Regions from separate parts of the Gossypium arboreum genome. Here all the other regions are linked to region 1. A link is a contact called in public Hi-C data. All regions are on one chromosome and are shown on one strand. Each heading gives the region's core, a stretch centred on a gene start, on an enhancer-like site or on the middle of the called end of the contact. The rest is flanking DNA. Distances are from core to core; before and after follow the strand shown.

Region 1 (2,861 bases), core at 152-2,651:
AGCCATCACCACCTGTTGCGTTGGCTTTATCGTGTGCTTTATTAGATACTATTGAAGATCAATAAGACAAGATAGATGTTACCATCTGTGCTGAAACTGAGAAAACAAAAGCATCCTCTTTTTGCAACACGTACGCCACATAATACTTTTAACCCCCCCCCCCCCTTTTAAGGCCAAGGCGTTGGCTTCCATTGGCTTACGTTCCAGGGGGACCCCAACGCAAACACTGGCCTACTCCACGCCCCCACGTCTGAATTTTGTCACTTTATATAAAATTTGATGCTCTTTTGAAGAATATTTCAAAGCCTTAACCAACATAATCAATAGTTGATGTAAGCTTTTTTTTCATATGATGAAAGATGATAAACAGACCCTTTTATTGGTTTTTGTTTTGTTTTTGGTGTCTGAGAGAAGAAAAAGAGAAATTTATGGGACATTTATCACGAACACCTCGATGGTTGCACCTAAACAGACGGTGTTCCTTGGATCTATATGCCAAAGAGCTTGCGCCTGTGACAGGCCCCTAGGCCTTTAATGCTTCTACACACGGATTTTTGTCTTTATTTTTCTTTTAAAACGGTATCCCATATCTGGTTTCATGCAAAAAAAATAATAATAATGCAAGTGACATGCAAACTACGGGAAAAAAACAAGTTTAAGAAACGGTGAAATTAGTACCAGGAATTCGATGAGTGCGCTTATGAGGTAGATGTGGTAAGTGGTGAAGAAAGCATCAGACAAGAAGCCACCAAGGAGAGCCAAAAGGAAAGCAGTGCCCATGAAATTGGTGACATTGTTTGCAGATTTTGATGGAGATAAGTGCATGTACTTTGACAGATACAGCACCAGGTTGCTTGCATTTGCCAAGTAGGCCAAGTTCTCTAGCACTTCCACAACTACACACAAACACATAGGATTCATCATTAGAACCATATGATAGAAAAAAAGAAAAAGAAGATAAAAATAGCATTTGTGGGAGTAAAGACTAACCCAAGGCAAAGGAAGCAGCAAGCATGCCACCATGTTTGCCCCTTAAAGCAGGCTTGTTCCTCCAATCCACATACCCTTCCCATCTAGTATCCTGATACCCTCCTTCCTATATTAAAAACTCATCATAAAAAAAGAGTTAGTAACTAAGAAATTTCGTTTTGTGTTTCTGTTAGAATGAAACAGAAAGGCAAGAACAAAGAGAAAAGAAAAAGGGAAAAGGGGAACCCACCATTGCTTTTTTTTGTTTTTGAAGTTGTATAGGATATGAGGTGAGAGAAGTGAAGATTTGAGTTGAAAAGCAAGGGGGCATGAGTGGTGGTGGGGGGTATTTAAAGAGCATTAGATTCAACTTGGAGGGAGAGAATGGCCTAAAAAGCCATTTAGAAAATGACTTTGATGGATCCCCCTTTGGAACCCCTTTTGCGTTTACTAAGAATTCTTCTTTTCTATTTTGAACTTTCTTATTCAAACAGCCCCCCCCCCCCCCCCTTTTTTTTAACGCATTAAAAAAGTCAAGACCACTCTATCTCCATGTGAATGCACAGGTTCTTATTATCAAACATTACTTACTATAGGTTACAATTAAATACTAGGTGAGAAGTATCCGATCCTCTTCGAAGTGTTTAAATTATTATAAACAAAATTAATCATTGCAAAGTTTAAAATAAATATAACTTGAACAAAAATAATAGTAAATAAAAATGCGTTAATTAAAACATAATTAAGATAAAGAACACGTAGCAACAACACAACCCTTTGATCTCGGGCCTTTGACTTTTATGAGTTGAGGAATTTATGAAGTAGATAAGGATTGAGCAATGCATATAACCAAAATTCATCTATTTTTTACACAAATAAAATCAATCCATGACGCAATTTGAAAATAAATTATTAAAAGAAGCAATGGCTTTATTTATTTATCATTATTATTACTGAAAGAGAGTATGACCATATATGAGGGATAAAAGGAATAGTGATGAAAGATGCAAATTGAGTCAAAATTTAGCATCATCTTAAGTTATATATCAACTTATAATTTGAATGAAGAAACAACTGAGAGAAATATTATTTATTATATTTACTTATAGTTTTAATGTCTCAACTTTAATCTCATAAATTTTACTTCTTTTGTTTTTATAATATTATTAATTTTGATTTTATGAGTTATTTTCATTAAAGTGATTTTTTTCTTTAAAAAACTTTTAACATATAAATTTATTATCGATTTAACTTTATTGATTAAATTTTCATATTACTTTAATTGTGTGATTGAATATATTTTTAAAAAAAATAGTGCAAGGGACTAATTTATATCAAATTAAGTAAAAAATTAAATCTCAAATTTTAATACAATAGGGATTAAAATCATAATTAAACTAGTAGATGGAAATACTTAATCTGTCGATTACTCTTAAAATTTTAAGTACTCTTCACAACATATAGTGACGATGGCCATGTGATATTTATAGTTTGTGCTTTAACATAATGTGTTTTCTTTTTTAGAATTGGCATAATTATTACAACTTTTATTGACAAAAAAATTACAATTTTCGGAAATCTTTATATAGTACAAAAACGAGCAATATTGTTTCTATAATATATAGTTTCAAAAACAAGGGTTACTAGGTAAAGTTAATTAAATGATTTGTAATTAGTTAAAATATGACTTGATATTTTTAAATGACGTAATATATTCATTTGATTTGTTGTATTTTAAAATATTAAAATTAATAAATTTAATCAGAAATTGGGTTAAGTTAAAAAGAAACTATTTATACTTTATAAAATTTATTCCAAGTCACATCATATTTTAAATTAATGTAATATTATTTACTTGAGTTTATCTCATTAATTGAACAAATACTTTTTCA
Region 2 (2,861 bases), core at 127-2,626, 250 kb after region 1:
TCATAATTCTAAATGTTTGTTCCTTTGTTGTTAATAATTATATGTGCATACATGGATAAGGCCCTTGATAATCATCATAGATTACAGCAATACTACTTTTCATTTTCTTCTTCTGCATCTAGATTGTTATGATGTTGCTATGTAGTGATTGTTGAATGACTAGGTCACAGCTGATTCAAATGCAGATTTCTTATAACAAGTTTTCCTTCTCCTTGCAGTCAAAATTTTGCTGATACGCTTCGAAGAGTTGGAGGGAAAGCAGAATCCATATTGTATGATGGAAAGACTCACACAGATTTGTTTCTTCAGGTAATGGAAGAAGTAACCATGCTTTGTGTTTTGTTTTATTTTGGGTGAATGTTGTATAAATATTCTGCCAACATACATGTAAAATAAATAATCAGGATCCCATGAGAGGCGGCAGAGATGAGATGTTTGAAGATGTTGTTGCCATCATACATGGTGAAGATGAAGCAGCCCTTGCAAAAGATGCCGTGGCGCCTCCAAGAAGACGCCTTGTACCTGAGTTCATGTTGAAATTGGCTCATGATGTCAGCCCTTTCTAGCCATTCATCATTTACTCTCAGATGCTATGAAAATGAATTGTAGCCATGACTATAACATTAATATAACAACAATGGAAGTAAGTTTGTAGATGATCTTTACCAGGCCTTTTATCCCCCTTCATTTAATCCTATTTGATATCTTTTAACATGGGTTTCGGAACAAGACAAGAAAATTAAATTTAAGTTCAGTAATGGATTGGATTGTTTCTTACTTACATAGAGCTGTGTTTGTTAATATAAATTAGGGTTAATTACACCAATGTCCCCACACCGTGGTCTAGATTCTAAAATGCTCATCAAACTTAAAAACATTTTAATTAAATCCTTAAAATACAATAACATGTTTAAAAACAGTCAAATTATATATATATATATATATATATATATATATATATATATAAGTCAAGCTAATATTTAATACTTAAATAGATAGTTAATTAATACAATATTAATATTTGAAGATACAATTAAAATATTTTAAATGAATTTAATACACTTTTAAAAATTTCATCTCTTTACATATTTTAATCTCACCGTATGTATGTTATTATAAACGTATCTCTCTTCTAAAAAAAGAGTTGCATATTATTGTTTTCATATTTAGATCGATTGAGATATCAATCTGAATCTATTAAAATTTTTAATAATTTATTTAGTTAAACCGGTGCAACTTCCACAATAGCATCCTAACTACGAAGAATGTTATCAGTGACGACAGAGATAGACAAAGACAAAAAACAGAAGTCAAAATAGCAAGTTAAAACCAGCCCACCAACAAAGAAAGATGACTGGGCCGCGCACTTTCCCTTACATTTTGATAATATAATATATTATACGCCACCTTTGACTGCCTAATTGCGTTGTCCCCCAGTCTCCCTTCTCTTTATTACTAGTCCAGAGAACCCACCAACTGAACTGTCATTCGAGATGGAGGAAACACAGCCCGTGCCACGAGTAGGTGTTGTGCTGTTCGTGTTGAAGGGGAAATCGGTCCTCCTGGGTCGCCGCCGCGCCTCAATCGGTGAATCCACCTTTGCTCTCCCCGGCGGCCACCTCGAGTTTGGTCCGTCTCTCTCTCTCACTCAACTCACATCTCTACTTGTTTCGCTTTCATTAATTAAAAAAAAAAGGGCAAAATAATTGTTGGCAGGTGAGAGCTTCGAAGAGTGCGGAGCCAGAGAGCTGATGGAGGAGACGGGCTTGGTAATGGGGAAAGCAGACTTCTTAACAGTGACCAGTAAAGTCTTCCTGGACAAATCCAAACCCTGCCATTACGTCATCATCTTTCTCCGTGCAGTGCTGGCTGACCCTAATCAAGTTCCACAAAACCCGGAGCCAGACAAATGCGACGGCTGGGATTGGTATGACTGGGATAATCTGCCCCAACCTTTGTTTTCGACGCTTGACGAAATGGTACGAAGTGGCTTCAACCCCTTTCCCTCCACTTGACAGCCGCTGAATGAATACGTTTTCTATTCTTACATATTGCTTGCGTATAATTGATCCATGGGTTATTTTAATTTCATCATGATGTATTCAGTGACCAATGTTGTTTGTAATATGAATCTTAGATGGTGAACTTTTATGGTTTATATTATGTAGCTAAGTGATTTCAAGAGTGAAATTTGCATGGATTTTTTGTTCTTGTTATCTGGATTTTAAGATATATGCAAGGTAGTGGAGTTTTAATGTATTTAACAAATGCAAACTAGTAGCTTCCCTTTAATTAAGAAAAAGTAGATCTTCTTTCTGAAGGGAAAGGTGTACCGCTAGGTGGAATTGTAAGGAGTTTGATATTTTTAAGCAAGATTTCGGATTCAAATATGGTCGACGAAGAAAATAATACTGAGAGCGCTTTACTCTCTATTTAGTGGTCTGACTTGGCTTGACTCTGAATTTAGTCGAAACACAATATGACTATTGGATACCAGACAAAAAAAAGTAAAATTAAAAACCCCTCGTAAATTTCATGAATGCTGAGATGCTAAGTTGTTATTTTATATGGGCAGAATCAGCTACTTATGCTAATTCTCACTCTGCTCCTCCTGTAATGAAGCAAATGTCCTCGTTACCTTTGCTTCAGAAACTCATTTTCCCAGCCGTTGGAAATGTTTCGAGTCTTCATTTTTCTTAGAAGTATCTGTTTCCGATATAACCCTTCAAAGATCATTTCAATACATGATAAAACCTAAACAAAGAAATGAACATATTTTGTGGGGATACATACTCGGTACTTACACTTGAATCCAAGTATTCCACAAACCCTTACATTTTGATTGTTGTTGATTGCTGTTT
Region 3 (2,861 bases), core at 235-2,734, 140 kb after region 1:
AGTTCCTTGTAGATCCCATTAACACAATAAACTTGATAATCATATTTAGATTCTTATGCCTCCTAAGATTTCGCCTCGAGAAAGTTATTGAGTTAATTTTAAAGACTAAGCCTTCATGCATGTCTATTTCCAAGGAAATTAAAATTTCATAGCAAGTACTACATAAGACTAGAGAACATGCAAGCATTCCATAACTCAAGATAACATAAAAATAAATTATATAAAATAAAAAATCATGCTTGCATTTGAACTAACTTATGAACAGAAATTTCCTTTGAACATTCATTTATTTCAGCAAACTCATGTGAAAAGAATAAAACATACTTGAAAATATTAAAAATTCTTGCAAATATTGTCTTACCTCCTCTTTAAACAGAAACAATATCCTCATTGCGAAAACAAAGTAATGAATGAAAACTGAACACATGTGGGGTTGTAAGAAAAGAGAAGTGAGTCATAAAGACTGCTTATCATAACTGAAAATTCTGATTTCTTCATAGCATTTGAAGAAGCAGGCATAGGAATAGTCAATTCAGGACCAATACTTGGTTCAACTAGCTCATCAGAATTCAGCTCCACACTTGGTTCAGAGTTGTTTAGTTCTTTTATTGATTCAGGATTGTTCAATTCTTCTTCAGATTTTGCTCCTTTTGTCTTATCAACTGAGTTAGCTTCCGGTTAAGATTTATTTGATGACTCATTAGTTTTTGGTTCAGTTGGTTCACTCAATTCAATTGGGTTTAACTCATGGATATTCTCTACTAACCTTTCAAGATCATGCCTTGTGATGCAACCTTGAACATACTGGCCCTTCAAGTTTGCTTTTGATTTAACTTAGGCCCTTAAGCAAAGTGAAGTAATCAATGATGGAAAGTAGACACTTTCTGCCTTTTTTCTAGCACAATCGTGGATCTCCTTAAGAATAATTTTTCCAACATTGATAGACTTTTCTGTCATAATTGCATATAACAAAAACATTCGTTCCATCGATATGGTAGAACTATGTGAGATAGGCATGAAGCTATATCGAACAAAGTAGAACCATACCGTAGCCAATGACTTTGATTGCACCAAAGCTATCGTTCCATCTGTTGTTGAACATGCAGCAATCAAAGTCACAACAATTAATATTATGATATATAAAACATCAATTCTAAAAGCTTTTAAACAAGTACTATGGATTATTTGTAAATTTTAATATTTATAAATCACATTCTAGATATTTAGAGAAGCAAGTTAACTTATAAAGAAATAGAGTTACTTGAGATTGAATTCAAATTCTTATGCTTACAACGTAATATTTTTACCCTTGAACCAAGGGATTATAGACAAATATAAATGAATTTAGCTAAAATTTGAAACCTATATTTCAAATAAAAAAACTTAAATAACCATGAATTGCACCATAAACATTTTGAGTTACACCAAAGCTCTAGCTGTTTTAAATAAATTCAATTTTTTTTAAAAAAAGTGAAAAACATAATAAAGGAGTTGGTTTCTACGGCCTTTATTTGTTCCTTTTAAAAGGGTCGCAATATGGGATCCGTTTAACGTAGTAGACTCAGAAAGGAAGAAAGCCTGATTTTTCGCATTTAAGACCAAAAGTTAATCGGTAGCCCAACCAAATCGGACCTCGTTTCTCGGACCCCCTCCATCATGCAAAGCCATTAAACCAAACCTTTAAAATCTCCGGCGTACGCCCTCCCCTTCCTCCGCCTTCCATTATGGCTTTCTCTGCTTCTCCCCACTGCGCACCTCCCTTACATCGTTTCGCCCTTCGCCGCTCTCCGCCGCCACAGCCGCCGCTCGCTTTCATGCGCTGCCCTTTCTTCTCCTCCTCCTCCTTTCGACCCGTTTACTTCTCCCCAGCTCCCACCCTGAGGATCATTGTCTCTGCCAAATCCAAGAAACCTTCCTCCGGGAGATCAGCCGATTCGACGTCGGCCTCCGCCATTGATTTTCTCACATTGTGTCACAGTCTCAAGGTATAAATGAAAACATAAACTTTTGCCCTTCGTTCTATTTCCTTCACGCTCTGTTTCGATTGAGTATAGTTTAATAGCTCTATTAGCTGTTTAGATACCAAGTAAGAGTAAACAAACATGGTCGAAGAGCTACAAATAGAAATTTAAGCTTGGGTTTTACGTGGTAAATATTTGTAGAGCGGTGTTATCTTTGCTTGAGCCCCACCTTTGTATCCCTCTGTCTTCAATTTGAATCATTCAGGGAAGAAAAGACTATAGTTACTGATGACTTTGTTAATCCTGTAGACCACAAAAAGGAAGGGTTGGATCAATCACGGGATAAAGGGTCCTGAATCAATTGCTGACCATATGTACCGCATGGCGTTGATGGCTTTGATCGCTGGTGACCTTCCTGGTGTGAATAGAGAAAGGTTCACTCTCATCATATCATATGATATATGTCAGGGCTCATGTTCTTCATTAAATTATCAACTTCCAAGTTTGTCAATCTGATTTATGTATTTTCTTTTTCTTTCATGGTAATTGATGGAAATGTTAGGAGGATGAGCTATTTCTTTTGTATTATTTTCTTTGAGCGGATTTAGCTTATAATAGAAGTTGGAGATGAGTTTATGTGATTTTTTATTCTTGCCTTTTCTTTTTTTTCAAACTTTTTTTGTTTTTTTGCTTTTTTGCTTTATGCTTTTGTTGGATGTTATTTAGGGAAGCTTTATGTCTTTTATCCATTCAACTTTTGCAGGTGTATTAAGATTGCAATTGTCCATGATATTGCAGAAGGTACTGTCCCATGTCTGCATCTTCTATCATTATCATTAGTGTACGTCAAATTTGCAATAGCCATGCTATACGAGTACTTATGATGTTAAAATCAGTAAT

The links. Hi-C and Micro-C count contacts between places; a contact is called where the count stands out from the background.
Region 2: a contact with region 1 is called in a Hi-C map of leaf, with 5 times the contacts expected there. The contact joins the promoter of LOC108451864 here to the promoter of LOC108450527 in region 1. A contact is called at or near these places in 2 of 5 Hi-C or Micro-C datasets (both in leaf).
Region 3: a contact with region 1 is called in a Hi-C map of leaf, with 2.7 times the contacts expected there. The contact joins the promoter of LOC108465422 here to the promoter of LOC108450527 in region 1. A contact is called at or near these places in 2 of 5 Hi-C or Micro-C datasets (both in leaf).

What each region holds. Positions count from the first base shown.
Region 1 is chr13:17,857,909-17,860,769 of ASM2569848v2, forward strand. LOC108450527 (protein NRT1/ PTR FAMILY 4.6-like) reads right to left here and starts at 1,402. Exons shown (of 5, transcript XM_017748192.2): 1 at 1,220-1,402; 2 at 991-1,096; 3 at 679-896. The coding sequence starts at 1,330.
Region 2 is chr13:18,105,535-18,108,395 of ASM2569848v2, forward strand. LOC108451864 (nudix hydrolase 1) reads left to right here and starts at 1,377. Exons shown (of 2, transcript XM_017749557.2): 1 at 1,377-1,629; 2 at 1,717-2,190. The coding sequence starts at 1,494. The coding sequence ends at 2,015. It overlaps LOC108489906 (probable isoprenylcysteine alpha-carbonyl methylesterase ICMEL1), which reads left to right. Exons shown (of 10, transcript XM_017794635.2): 9 at 219-309; 10 at 405-781. The coding sequence ends at 566.
Region 3 is chr13:18,001,797-18,004,657 of ASM2569848v2, forward strand. LOC108465422 reads left to right here and starts at 1,485. Exons shown (of 8, transcript XM_017765746.2): 1 at 1,485-1,985; 2 at 2,271-2,395; 3 at 2,725-2,762. The coding sequence starts at 1,725.